Regions from separate parts of the Gossypium hirsutum genome. Here region 2 is linked to region 1. The links are chromatin contacts, called in public Hi-C maps. All regions are on one chromosome and are shown on one strand. The core of a region is the stretch at or near the end of the contact, and the rest is flanking DNA. Distances in the headings are between cores, read along the strand shown. Region 1 holds the start of LOC107930112 (phytochrome-interacting ankyrin-repeat protein 1). Region 2 holds the start of LOC107930097.

Region 1 (7,398 bases), core at 3,021-5,520:
CCTATGAATTTAGCCTATAAATAGGCTCTTTTACAACCTTAGAAAAAGATACCCATTAGAGATTAGAACTCATAACACATTTAGAGAATTTTGTGTTTACTTTTTGTGGGTTCTTTGTTTTCAGGTTTTCAGGCTTTTGTTTTTATCTCCATCTTTTGTACTCTTCGTTCTTTTGCCACTATAGTAAAATTATCTTTGCCCATGATTTTTTATCTTCTTTGGAGGGGTTTTTTCACGTTAAATTTGTGTATTCAATTTCTCAATTTATTCCGCTATTTTCTTGTTCATTGTTTAATCAGGTCAAAATCCTAACAAATCTCATATTCTTTTTTCTTTACAGTGAAAGAAGTTGGAAAAAAGTTGTTAATAATAGATTACCAAGAGAAATGAGTAAAAGAATTCCACTCGATATTTATATTTATTTATAAAAACTTATAACCAATAAGTATGAACATAACTTATTTATGCATCCATGCGATATATTGTAAAAATAATATATTTGTTCATGAAAAATTGTTATATACTTTACTTATCATAACTTGTTTATAGAAAATAAATTTTTTAAGTTATGAAAAAATATACTATTTATAAGAAATGTTGTGAAAGTTTAGGACAATTTACAAAACATTTTTTTTTATAAATGTTATATATTATAAATTTTATATATTTTTGGCTTAATTTACATATTATAAAAAAGGATGTAACTTATCATAAATCTTTCTTCAAATTAAGTTTATATAATTTTTATGATTAAAACTACATACTATTTGGACTATGAACACAAATATTATAAGGTTAGTGCGAATTATGCAAATAGAAAAGATTTTCTTGCACCATATCATGTTGTATGATACCATTTGAGAGAATAGTGATAGACACAAGTACCACCAACTTGCAAACTCTTTAATTTGATACTTTCAAGGCTTCGAAATGTGATTGAGACACAGACTAGACTAGTTGGACAAGAAATTGGTTAGGGTATCAAACCAAGCTAAAAAAATTGATTGAACTGATAGTTAAACCAATTTCAAACTGATTTGACCAATTGGCTCCCAGAACGACTGGCCCAACTGGTTCAAAGCAAATAAATTATAAAAAATTAAAAATTATAAAAATTGATTCAACTATCAATTCAAATGGTTTTTTAGCTTGGGCCAATCAATTTGTATCAATTCATGGGTCAAACAATTTTTAAAATTTATAATTTTTTTAGCCCTTAACATTTACAATATTTTTTTGTTAATTTGGTCCATACCCTTTAAAATACTTAAATTTAAAAAAATCAAATTTTTAAAAAGTTAAAAGTCTAAAATTTTTTAAAAAATAAAAATATGAAAAATATTTAAAATTCATAAATAAAAAAATATTTTATAAATATAAAAATTTCAAGATTCAATGGTATAAAAACCGGACTAGACTAGTTTGACCAAAAATCAGCGGACCAACTAGTTTTTTACCTTTCACTAGACCAATACTGCAGCCAATTTTTATTCCAATTGGTCTAGATTGATTTAGATAACATTGAATTTTAGAATTTTTATATTTTTAAATTTTTTAAAGATTTTTTTATTTTTATAATTTTAAAGAGCTTTTATTTTTCTATTTTTAAAACTTTTACTTTTTTAATATGATTTTTCTTTTATTTCCTAACGCCCAAATCGGCACCAATTTTGCTGATTTGGACATTTGGAAACCCAATTTTTTTTTACTACTCAAAGTATATCATTTGGGTAAATAAAAGTAGGCCTATATTATTTGGGTAATGAATTATTATTTTAATATTATTTATGTAAATTTCCCCCTTAGTATAGCATAAATAAATATTATTATATTGTATTAACATAACAAAAATTGTGAGGGTCCATACTTCGTATAGTACATGGAAGAGATGTTGATAATCTTAATAATGCATATTCAAATTCAAATGACGATGACAATGAACTCAATCAATGGTTAACAAAAGATGATAATGACTATATGTTAGATATTTAAGAAGAAATAACTCAACAAATGTGAACTAGAACAATTAGATAAAATTGCATATGATGTTTAATCGTATTATCAATTACGTTTTTAGACTAACATAATACATATAATGATTTGATTTTAATTTTTGTTACTCGTTTAGAAATTTTTTTATCATACTAATAATTTTTTATAGTAATTAATATATTTTTTAAATATAAAATATACAACTATGTAATTACAATTTGTGCTACCAAATATGACATAGAGAATTACGATGTAATTACACTTTTTCAACTAAACACATCTAGAGAATTATAATTCTTTGTAATTATAAGACCAATTACACTTTCACTCAATTACCTTGTGTTGTCCAAACATTCCCTTAATATATTCTAATGTATATATTAAAATTATTATCAAATACAATTTATCAAATTTCATTTATGAATATTATATACTTTTAAAATAAATTTTAGGCATAACGTCAAATTTAGCCCTCAATGTTTACATTTTCTTTCAATTTGAGTCTTATTTTTTTAAGCTAAATTTGGTTTTTAACATTTCAAAAGGAGTCAAAACGCTTTTTTTAACATAAATATTGGCTAAAATATTGATATTTTAACAATTTTGGCATGACAATTGCATGGCAGTCCATGTGTATTTAACATTGACATGATACTATTTGTTTTAAATGTCATGTTCACAAAAACATTAGAAATTAAAAAATATAAAAATTTTATAAAAAAATCAAATAAATTAGGAACATGTGGATTGCCATAAGGGTTGCCATGTTTGAAAATTCAATGTTTTAGTCGGTATTTTCGTTTAAAAAAATAAAAACTCGATTCCTTTTTAAAGCTTAATGGTTAAACTCGACTCTTTTAAAAATATTTAGGACCATATTTAGTCAAAAAAAATAGAAAGGGCCAAATTGACAAAAGATGCAAACATTGAAGGTTAAATTTGATGTTATACCTAAATTTTAGGGTAAACTATAAAAATAGTTAGTCAACTATTAGCATGTTTCTATTTTGTCCACTTTATAAAAAATAAAAAAAATCATTTAAAAAATCATTTATGATAAAATACATAAGATTTTATAAAAATACATACAACATTATAATAAATGAATACCCATTTTTCTCTATTTTTGACATGAAATTTATTTATTAAAATAATATTTTCATAAATAAAATATTTTAAAAAACCTACAAATAATACTTAAATCAGATTCAAGGTTTTCCTTTTTTTTTTGAAGTTTATTTTATAAATAGTAATTTTTATTATACGACTAACATTAGTCCTTAGTCTTTCTCAAATTTGTCCTGTGCTAGGCACCGTCTTTACCCACAACCACCAGTATTAATAATATTTACTTTGAACTCCTTGATGTCCACATCTTCCATCATTATACCATCGAACTAGAAATTAGTTATTGAGATATTGACATGGCCTTTTAAATTCCACCTACTAGGTCTCTAAGACCTTATCCTCACTATATATCCCCAGTCATGCCCACCTTAAATAGAGCCTCAAATGCAACAAATCCATTTTGGGCGACAACCTAAAGACATTGGTTCTCACCATTTTTTATCTCACACTATAATTTTTAACTCAACTGGGATTGTTAATATTAAAAAAAGGGAAAATTTTGAATTTGCATAATTCTTTTTTATGGGTTTTCCCCTTTTTTTTGTGTGTAAGATTATTATTTTATTTATAAAATTATCATTATAATAAATAAAATTCATGTTAAGAAATGGAAAAAGAAAGATATCCATTTATTTATAAATATTTTTTAATAATTTTTTTATATATTTTTATAAAACTATTATGTATTTTTATTGAAAAATGAAATTTTAAATTTTTTATTTCTTTAATTTTTTCTAAATTTATATTTTTTTAAGAATTAAGACTAAATTGACAAAATGTATAAAGTTGAGCGCTAAATTTGTTGTATTTTTTTTTGTTATTAATTGTTATGCCAATAAAAAAATGTCATTGTTAAAAATTTAACGTAGGATTGAACAAAATATTAAAATTTGATAATATTAAGACTAAAATAGAAAATTTTAAACCTTGATGACGAAAATAGAAACATGATATAGTTGGTGACTATTTTTAGAGTTTATCCCGAAATTTTATTATATATTGATTTATTAAAAGAGGGGGAAACATTGTGTTGTGGTGGGCTGGGCTGGATGGGTTGCTAGGTACAGTATTAGTGATGGCCCGTTAGCCCATCGCCAAGAGAACCAAAGTTGGCGAATGCCACAAAGATATTTAGGTCTTAAATCTCACAAGCCTAGTATTGGGTAAGGTCGGGGCGTCATAATATCCTCTTTGTGGTAGCTCTCTCCTTTCCTCTCATTTCTCTTAATGTTTTCCTCTTTATTTAGGGTTTTCTTTTGATTACTCCTCTTCCCGATTTCATAAAATTTTAATATTCTCCCACTCCGAATCGATCTATGATTTGGGCAATTCCTCTGTTTTTGCTGTAAATATTATTCAAAATCAATTTCATCAATTATGTTTTTATTGCCTTCTTCGTTGATGACTTGCAACGTGATATTCCAAAACCTGCGTGTGTTCGGTCCTGGCTTGAATCCTTTTTCCCCTTTCTGCGTCGCTCATCATTCCTCTGCTTCTCGCTAATCTGTTTCCCTCTTCTCCTTGTTTTCATCTCTATCATGTAATCATTTTTCTCTTCATCTTAAGCTTTCGAGGGGATTGTTTGTTTTCCAAGAATAAAAAGAAAGGGATCTAACTCTTTGTGAAAATTTCACGTTTTTACAAAAATATCATGCGTTTCTTCGCCTAATCAATCAAATCTTGGTCTGGGGTTCTCTTTACTTTTTCCGGGTTAAAGGAAAAAAGTCTATATATCTGCAACGGTATTGGTTGGTTTTTGTTATTGCTTCGAAGAATATGACCCAAGGACAGTCTTTGCGGAGAAATTTGTCAAGAAGGCGCTCGTTTAGGTGTGGGATTGATAGGGATGATAGAGGTTGGACAATGCTCCACATCGGAGCCCGTAAAGGTGACCTCATTCAGGTTTCTTTCTTTCTTATTTACCGTTTTTACTGCTCTTTCTTTTATTGGTAGTACCCTTGAATTTTATGAATTCATGATAATTGTTGCCGGATATGATATCCACCTATTGATGATGGATCCTTAAGTTACTCAATAGTTCTAATACTTTAAACCAATATAAGAAACCAACGCTAATGTTAGATTATTACATTTACTGGAAAATGTTCTTTTACCTGGATTTATATACAGGGAGGAATAGCTTCCAATTACTTTTCCGTGATTTTTTTTCCTTTTCGGATTCCCCAAATTCCCTTGGGGAATCTCTTAACAAGTTTTACTTGCTGATTTTTTTTAGAAGCATTCCATCCCCAGGAGGAGCCGAACATGATAATTTTTCTTTATCTTGGTCAAATAAAAATAAGTTTAACCAAATGATTATAGACAGATACATATAAAATAAATCCTTATGTTTATCAGTACATGTATGAATGGTTCCATATGTAAGACCCAAATCCTTTTGAGCTTGTTGTGACTGGTATTTTTTGGTATATTATTTGTGTTTATTTGTCAAACGATTCACTGCTATAACTTCTCTTGGCCATGGACTGCTGAGCTAAAATTCCTTGAAACAGGTCAAGCAACTGCTCAACGAAGGTGTGGATGTAAATGTGGCTGCATGGGGCCCCAAATCCCAAGGTGTCACCCCACTCCATCTTGCTGCTGAGGGTGGCCACCTTGAAGTTATGGATGAACTGCTTGAACGTGGTGCTAATATTGATGCAAGAACTAAAGGTGCTTGTGGGTGTAAGTATCTTATCTCACATTTTTCTGTTCCAACTTTTGTGGATTATATAATTGAAGCAAAAATTTGTGTTTGTTGGCAACTCTATGACCTGGTAATTCCATTAATTCAAAAACTACAAGTTAATCTGGGCCATGCCAACCATCATTTGTTTTCCACATTTGAACTTTGTTAATTTGATATATATATTGTTCGACTTTAGTTTAGCTTTATATTTCTTATTAAAATATTTTTCAGTTTAAGCTTCCACGCTCATCAAACATTGTAAAGCAATAAACTTTATATTGTAGTAACTAGCAAGTAGCAACTACCCAAAAAGAAAGAACACAATGGCATCATCAGGTTTCGGCCTATGCCCAACATTGCGGTTCTATTGTTTTTGTGTCACAAGTTTGTACTTGTTTGCAGTTGTTCCTGCTATTTACTCTCTTCGTTTCAAGTAAACTGTGATCTATTTTCTACTAGCAGTGTACACAGTACAGATAGCTTGGCGGGGCTAAACCTGATTGGTGAATTTATTTAGAACTTCAGGATTTGATATAAAAGGATGCATCTAGATGTAAGAAAGGCTACTGACTTTATTGCCTCTTGTTTAATGTGTGATTTCACTCAGGGACGCCACTTCACACAGCTGCTAAAGAACGAAAGAGGGAAGCAGTGAAGTTCCTGATAGAGAATGGGGCATTTTTGCCAGATGACATCAATGATTGCAGATTTAATCCACCGCTCCATTACTGCCCTGGCCTTGAATGGGCATATGAGGAGATGAAGCGTCTTCAAAGAGATGGCTCTTCTTCAGCAGGGGAGACATCTTATAGCTCTGAAAATTGATATTCAATCATATCAAACCGCTGTTGTTTGTTCCTCCTCCCGTGTTTGGTGCTTCCATTTTTTCTCTTTAATAAACGCTAGTGGGCTTGTGACGTGCGTTGCTATATATTTTATTTTGAAGACTGTTGTTTGCATATGAATATGATGGCATGACGCCGACGGCTAGGAATAAATTAGTACTCTCATCTCATCACATCACATGCATGTGATATGATAGGATTGATGATGTGCAATAATTTAAATATTGTGTTTTTCTTTCTCCTCTCTCTCTGCTTTATTATACCTTCGGTTCCCCTTATTAGGCAAAAATTTTAAATGAGTGAAACTACAAACAGACATACACAAAAACGCACAAAAAGGACGTTGTGTATGGATTAAAAACAGCCCAAAATACAACTCAATTAATCGAAAATTTGAAAATGGTTGAAGTGGGTGGATGGTTGGATCAATTGGTTTCTAACAATTTAAAATATTTATAACTTTGTATTGAAGTTAATGTATGCTATGTGATAAAAATGCTCAAAATTTCATTTACTAAATTTTAGGAAACAAAATTGAAATCTAATCTTCATAATAAGAGCATGGAGTCTCCATAACAATAATCTACAAGAGGCCCAACTCAAGTCTGACTCAGGCCAAGTTCAAAAGAAAATTAGCCTAAGGTGGGTCCTGATTTCGGCCACTGATTGGGATACCTCCATCCAATCACTATAATAATATTATTTTTATGTGAGAAGGAGGAACGGGGTATTGGATGCGAAAAA
Region 2 (7,398 bases), core at 3,491-5,990, 480 kb after region 1:
TCTGATCATATAACCGATAATGCAAAATGAGAGAGAATCGGAGTTGCATGAAATTAAAGAGATGGGATGTAATGTCGTGACGAATAATGGAATTCTAGTTTGCAGTACCTTAACCTTTTCTATCTATCTATATTACTCTCTAGTATGACCAAGATATTAACTGGTGGTATCACCAAGCTTTTTCCTTTATTATTAATTGTTTTGGCACATTTATCATCCGAATGCTTGATACATTCATTAATTGTAGCCTGATTGTGTCGTATGATATTGGGCGGCATCCATATGGTAATCTTAATATATGAATTGGGCAAACCCAATCTTGAAGGACAACGTGCCATCTGCATCTGCATCAAATTTGTTAAGTGGAGTGGCTGTAGAGAGAGGGAGTTGGTAATAATATTTCTTTGGTAACAACATTGAAGATGAACAATCAAATTTCTTCTCCTTCCTTTCTTCGAGCTGAGTTGTGGCTCCAAGGCAAGAAGGCTTACACACAGCCTTACACTGCAAATCACAAAGTTCAATAGCCCCTTACTACTCCCAACCCATTCCTGTATTATTTTATTGTGCAGCCAAAAGGTGATCACCCTGATCACAGATGGCATATTAAACAAACTCTTTCACATTCATCCTCAATAATAATAGTATATAATTATCACTTCTCTTCTCTTTCTTTTTCCTTTTTGTAACCAAAGTCAGTTGCCAATGCTCCTCTCTTATAAAAACCAGAAGCTCTACTTCTCCCCAGGCATCAAATCAGGTTCGCATATATCCCCACGACAAAGAGGGCAGACCCTACAAGGCAAAAAAAAAACCAAGAAACCATAACTTCAGACAAATTTATTAGCACTAACACCCGACGTGTTCCTTTTTTAAGAAAAAAAAAAAAAGGAAATCCACCACTCAAGATGGCAACAAAAAGTAGGGGACACATCCATCTTTCTATTTCTGAAGAGGTATATCAATTAGATGAGTCTAAAAAGGACTGGCTGGTCTAACTGTTCCACTTCACCCTTCTAAAACCTATGGCATGCAACCCATGATATTCTCCTTCAGGGGAACAGAAACCATTTAGCAAAAGGGCCTTGGTAAGACATGTCTATTTTATATAACACAACGTACATCAAATATTTCAAAATCATGCTGAATTAAAAATAACTGCAATAGAATGTATTCATCTTATACCTGTGAATCTCCTTGAGCCACTTGTCTATACATGTTCTATGAAATTCATGATTACAAGGCAATCTCCGAATGCTATCCCCCTCCTCATACTCCACAAGACATATGTAACATCTGTTATTTAAATGGAGGACAAAATTAGGACCAAGAAAATGCCCGGTTGCAGTCAAATTCCACTTTAAGAAGCAGAAGGAAGGGTTTCAGGACGAATAAAATCATTGACCCCTAGCAAGGTAACTTAGTAGGACTGACAATTGTGGAATTAATGTTCAAAATGATAAATCTGAATAACTTTATCAAGTGAATCTCGATGCTTTTATTCAAGATGCTTTTATCCATGTTATTTATATTTTATACATATTATGCCAAGTAAATTTTCGCACTTAAAATAATCCAAGACCACGTTTACACAGCTACTAAAACCTAGTCTATTAAAGTCAAATTGGTGTCTCATCATATATGCTGGAAAATTGTGTATTGAACTCATCTCAAATGATACTATGTATTCCACCTTCTCAGTCAAGCATTGCTTGAGTGCAAGGGAGGGCATGCATGAACGGCTTAAACACATTGGAAAAAGTGACACTTCACCCCATGGTTAGGTAGCAAGTGTTTTGAAGAAAAAAGAAACAGACTTCCCTTCCCTCATAGTCATTACACGGATCTATTTGTGAATATAACTAGGAAGTGGGCTTAAAAACTTAGACCCTGTTCAAGCAAGCTCATTAAGAGTTCTAGAAACCAAGTAATCTGAACCTATTTGAGAATATAACTTGAAGCATGCTTAATAACTTAGCATCCAAAGAGAGATGTATTTATTGCCTCCATCATAAGGAATTAGCAACCATTCTTTCAGGGCTTACTATATTTAATTTAGCTGGTCGAATATTGATTTTGAGCCATTGCCCTAAATTATCCCAAACAGGGAACATTTCAGTTAGCATATCACTTACATGGTCACATACTCTCATTATCTTAATTTGTAGTAAAGGTACAAGTTAAACTATCCCATTATCTTTTCAAAGATCTACAAGGTTCACCATTGTACTACTTCTCTGTACAAGAGATTATGTTTCATCTGACCTTATGCGTGTTTCAAACTTGGTCAGATCTAAGATGCTAACCAATATACATTCCTTGCTGATCCATTATGGTCATGTTTAATATAGTTATACCTCAGACATAATTTATCTCCAGCATACTCTGCATTTTTCAGTCAAATCTAAATATCGGGCTTGAATGTTACTTTGGCACATTATGCTCACAACTTTTTCCCATCCATGTTCACACCTAGTGCTGGCATGTAGTCAATAATTTTCATACAAATTGATAAAACACATTTTTTTAACAGCAATACCTATCTTACTCCTAGAGCACTATTTTAGTAGAAGCAAGATATCTAATATTATAGATGAAAATTTAAAGAGATCAATTAAATACTCTACCTGAACTAGCCTGAGCTAATTGGTATGTAGTGTTTGATTAACTTTTCCTGAATATATAATATCTCCCCGACATGATTTTAGATTCACTCAGATAACAGAAACACTTGAAAACTAATAATTTGTCAAAGGTAATGCCAAAAAAGTTAATCAAATGGAAAATACAGCTTAGTTAACGGTTTAGCATCTAATGGATAGCAGAGGAAAGTAAATACTTACTGCACAGCCTCATCATTCTTAAGTTTAGGTGACTTGTACACTTTCACAGGAAGTGATTCCACAACTTCGTTAGGTGCAGGAACAGAACCAATTGGAGACACGGACGGTCGCGAAGATAAAACCATAGACTGCTGGTGAATTTCATCCAGGACCTAGTTCAAACATGTAAAATGTTACTCCAAGAGAAAGGACAATCACCCAGAGAAGGAAATAATAACAACAAATAAAAATCACCTCAAATAAAGCCTCAGCTAACATAACGATTCTGGATACACTAGACCTAGCACCAGTGGTGTCATCATTTGAACTAGAATCTCGATTATTTACACGACATGTGCATCGACCACTTCTATGTTGGCCAGATAAAATGCAGGATCTTTCATGCCCTGAAAAGTTCTCAAAACGGCTTCCTAGCCGTTGAAGAGCTCGAACCTGGAGCAACTCATAGGTCAGTAACTAAACAGACAATAACCTGCATTCGCTCAGATGGATAACTTTCAAAGAACCTATAGCAGAAAGTAATACATGCAGGCCAAACCTAAAGAAGAAGCAGGCATAAATATAGAAATAAAGCATTAGAACAGTCCTAAACCTAAATATTTGTTCTGATTCTAATTGTTAATGAAAAAAGTAGAGTTACTATCAACGTTGTTCAGTAACCACCAGTCATTAAATTAAATTAATAAGCGTGGAGAATAAGGCGATGGGTGCAACAAGATTATAAACCTGAGATCGTATTCTTCTCCGCCTTTCAAGGAAATTGGATCTATGGTGAAGCAAATCATGATACCGGGCTTCTCTGGATCGAGAAGTTTCAATTTCATCGTGGGAAATAACGGAGGAATCATGAGTGGAAGCAGTGGTGGATGGAGAGGTAGCTAATTGCTGCTGAGTAATTTGTATGTCCTGCTGCAAAGGGCAGAATGTGGGAGCTCTACCAAGAACACGATCACGAAGCCTTCCAACACTTAAGGCTCTGCTAAAACGAGCGTTGCTTTCGAGAGTCTCTCCACTTCCATCTGAATCATTGAAGATAATCGGAGAACAAGAATTGCGGGGAGGTTGTTGAGGTTCAAGTGTCTCAGAATCGTCATCAGGGTTCAACATCTCCGCGGAGGACCGCATACTATTAGCTCTGCTGAACCGGAAGCTCAAATTACCAGGAAGGAAGCTAATGCCGGAGAGGCAGCGAGAAGGAGAGCGACGAGCAGCTGTCACAGCTGCACCAGAGGTGCTACCACCGGAAGATATGCATGGGGTTGGCAATGGCAATTGCATTTCATCATTAGATGCCGCTTCGCCTTCAACCTTTCTGTTACTTTCTCTTTTCACCAGATCCGATTCCGACGCAGGTTGTTTCCGGTGATCAAAGTGGGGTTTAGGAGAAGCAGATCTAGATAACGCTCCCAGACAAGAGGACCGGAAAACTCTATTCTTACCCTTGGATCTTCCCCTCCGCCAACCGCTGTTAGACGAGGAAGCAGCAGGTGCAGTGTCTCTTCCGCCTACTCCTACTCTACAACAACCCTTGCTCCCACCAGATCCCATCTGAGTGGTTTCACTTAAGTTTCACCCTGAACCCAACAAGAAAAAAAGGGAAAACCAGCGCCGATGACGTAATTGGCATTTGGAAGTTGTGCTTGGAAGGCACTCCAACCTTATTATTTAGGGGGCGGAGTGATTAAAAGTGATGTATTACTAACTCATGTCTTCAGATCTCAACGATGGTTACGTCTTGAAAACAGTGTTTCTTTGAGGTGAAAATGCCTTTTTTGATTAATGCCGCCTCCTCTGCCTCTTCTTGGGGCTTATTTTCGTTTTTATTCCCTTTTTCTTTTTATTATTAATTTTAAATCCCATCTCTGCTCTGCTTTGCACAGGCGCATGTGGATTGCGGATCCACAAGCAACAGCCTCAGACCACGGATGACTTTAGTGTACCAACAATACAACTGCTCCACACCAGGTCCGGTTCACTTACTCTTTCTAGGACCAATACTGGTGAAATTCCAATCATTACCATATTAAAAATATAAAACGGGCCCAATCCATCCAATATTGAATTAATTGGGCCTAAACAGACCCAATAAGTTGATATAAACAGTAGACACATTTGGAATCCATATGTAAGTTACCGGTGATACTATCAAGTATATGATTCTTTTATGGATATTATTAATTAATTAAGCTTAATAATGATATACAAAAGCAGTGTTGAAAATCAAACTTCCATCATCTTGTTTATTTTTTTTTATTATCAAGGAGACACTCCTATACTACTACATGCCTCTTTCCCAATACACCAAACTCGACGGCTCCTACTTGTACTTGGTGTTGCATTTATACTTGCATCACTGTACAACTCCACGTCCGTATCGGATTCGCAGTACTTCCCCTCTACTTTGTTCATAACATCACTGAGTGAGTGAGAGTGCCTTGGATTTCCCACATTTATTCCAGGAAAGCACCATGTTGCCACCCCTGAATTTGGGTTACACAAACTATCTTCTTGTAGAATTTCTCCCATCCTGCACATTATGCTGAAAGCCAAGTTCTTTAGGACTCGTGAATATGCTTCCAGAATGGAATGTCCAACATCCTGTGCACCAATTCAAAGTGTAATTCATCGCCATTATTAATATACTACAATATAATATTGATTCAATAGTGAAAGATACAATGCAGAATAAAATAAGCTTCACTTTAAACACCAACTACTTACCTTGCCATATTGAATTTTTGAAGCATCAAGAAATGTTTGAGGAAGGTTTGGGTATGCACTCTTTATCTGACGTAAAAGTGCTTCAGCACGGTCCACTAGGAGCTCCATCTTATCCATTTCAGATATAGGATTAATAAAAGACCATGATTTTCGCACTGGCGATTTACCACTAGCTTGTTCTGTAAGTCTCCCTTTCCATGCAAATACAGCAGCTTCCAACCTATTAATGACCTCGAGAGCATTGTTTTCAGACTTTAAATTTAGCGAAATGAACATTTCATCAACCGAGCTGGACTCCAGAGTCAAAACCTTGTACAGGTCGTCACCAAGGCTTGCCTTCCCAGACTGTAAACATAAGGAAAGAGATTGAGTTGCCATAAATGCAATACAAACATCTTGTAAAACTTTAACCCGGAATTTACTCTCATCATTCAAATTTATCAGATACTATAAGATTTTAAAGTAGATTAACGTCAGCTGGTTCCAACTAAAATATCCAGATTCCATTTCTATATTTCCTTTTTAAACATGTAGAGTAACATTTTAGTACTAAAATACATATCATCATAAAAACTATTAAAGGGTCCAATATTTAAAGTCCAATGCCCTGGAGGCAGTGAGCTTGCTCACCTTGGGAAGAGCATCCCTAATAATGGATGGAAGAGGTATTTCAAGCAAAACATTTTCATTAATCGATGCTGCAGCCTTGAATACTTGATATACCACCTTGCCTTTACATTGCAACTTCTGCCTTTCGGTATCTGAGAGCCCAGTTTTTGGTACTTGTGGCAATGGAAGCCACCACCTCTTGCTCTCCCTAGCACTCTTGTTTCTTCCTTCTGCCCGGCTTCCAACTTCTGCATAATAAAACTGAGCATTCACCATTGACTCCAGAGTTTCCTGACAATTTTACAAAATTTAATATGGTAAATGTGGGCGATGTGTTCATTAGAGTATACAAGTTATTAGGAAGAGTAAAGAGATTGCCTACAATAAGCATAGAGTCCAACTTCTGAAGTGCTGGGAGATTCATGTGAATGTCCGCACGGGCTTTTGGTGTCATTATCTGCCCAAAATAGAATTGACATAAATCTCATGACATTGCAAAATGGTCATTGTTAATTTAATAGGGACCCAACAACGCAAGAGTACCTCCATAGTCCTGCCATTTGCACCATTTTGCTTAGCAGGCACTAACTCCACCATATAGTTGGTAGGAGAGAGTAACCAGTCCATTTCTCTTCGCCATTTATTTTTCCTTTCTTCAGCTAGTGGCTCCAATTTCCACAACTCCCCAAAAATTGATGCTGCACATTCAAATTTGCATAAATTATAAGTTGAAGACTAATGAAAGAAGACAATCCTATGATATCATGAGAACACAATGAACTTCGTGAAATGTACATGCTTTTTTTGTGCTTTGCAAGTTGTGGCTCTTCCTCATCATGCATGCTTCCCATTGATGGAAGACAGAATGAATAAAGTACAACATGAAATGCTATGATTTTCTTATTTAAACATGTTTTACCAAGTTCTAATCCAGAATAAAAGTTTCTGATTATACATGTTTATCTTGCAAACCATTTTAACAGTAGAATGTTGTGCAACAGTTGCGACAGGAGAATCCCGAATAAACAAGCCATACACACACATAAGGATCTTGAAACAAACTCACCTGCAAGATTTGTGATGGCATTTGACAAAGCTAAAGCTGTGGAGACACCCTTCCGTCCACCGGTAATATCTTCCCCCAGTAGAAGCTTAGCAAAATTTTCTTTCATTGTCTCAACGTCTGAAGATTGAAAGGAATAAGCAGGCTTCTCTTTGACATAAA

What was found. Hi-C and Micro-C count contacts between places; a contact is called where the count stands out from the background.
Region 2: a Hi-C map of leaf shows a contact between it and region 1, with 2.0 times the contacts expected there. The contact joins the promoter of LOC107930097 here to the promoter of LOC107930112 in region 1. A contact is called at or near these places in 2 of 34 Hi-C or Micro-C datasets (both in leaf).

What each region holds. Positions count from the first base shown.
Region 1 is chrA08:108,881,127-108,888,524 of Gossypium_hirsutum_v2.1, forward strand. LOC107930112 (phytochrome-interacting ankyrin-repeat protein 1) reads left to right here and starts at 4,271. Exons shown (of 3, transcript XM_016861683.2): 1 at 4,271-5,022; 2 at 5,634-5,805; 3 at 6,417-6,893. The coding sequence starts at 4,897. The coding sequence ends at 6,634.
Region 2 is chrA08:109,361,597-109,368,994 of Gossypium_hirsutum_v2.1, forward strand. LOC107930097 reads right to left here and starts at 4,741. Exons shown (of 5, transcript XM_016861659.2): 1 at 3,570-4,741; 2 at 3,078-3,275; 3 at 2,844-2,995; 4 at 1,186-1,296; 5 at 1-795. The coding sequence starts at 4,391. The coding sequence ends at 735. LOC107930096 (rop guanine nucleotide exchange factor 14) reads right to left here. Exons shown (of 8, transcript XM_041074382.1): 3 at 7,240-7,398; 4 at 6,717-6,871; 5 at 6,556-6,630; 6 at 6,195-6,464; 7 at 5,565-5,909; 8 at 4,984-5,441. The coding sequence ends at 5,100. It overlaps LOC107930099, which reads left to right. Exons shown (of 7, transcript XR_005899430.1): 7 at 1-216.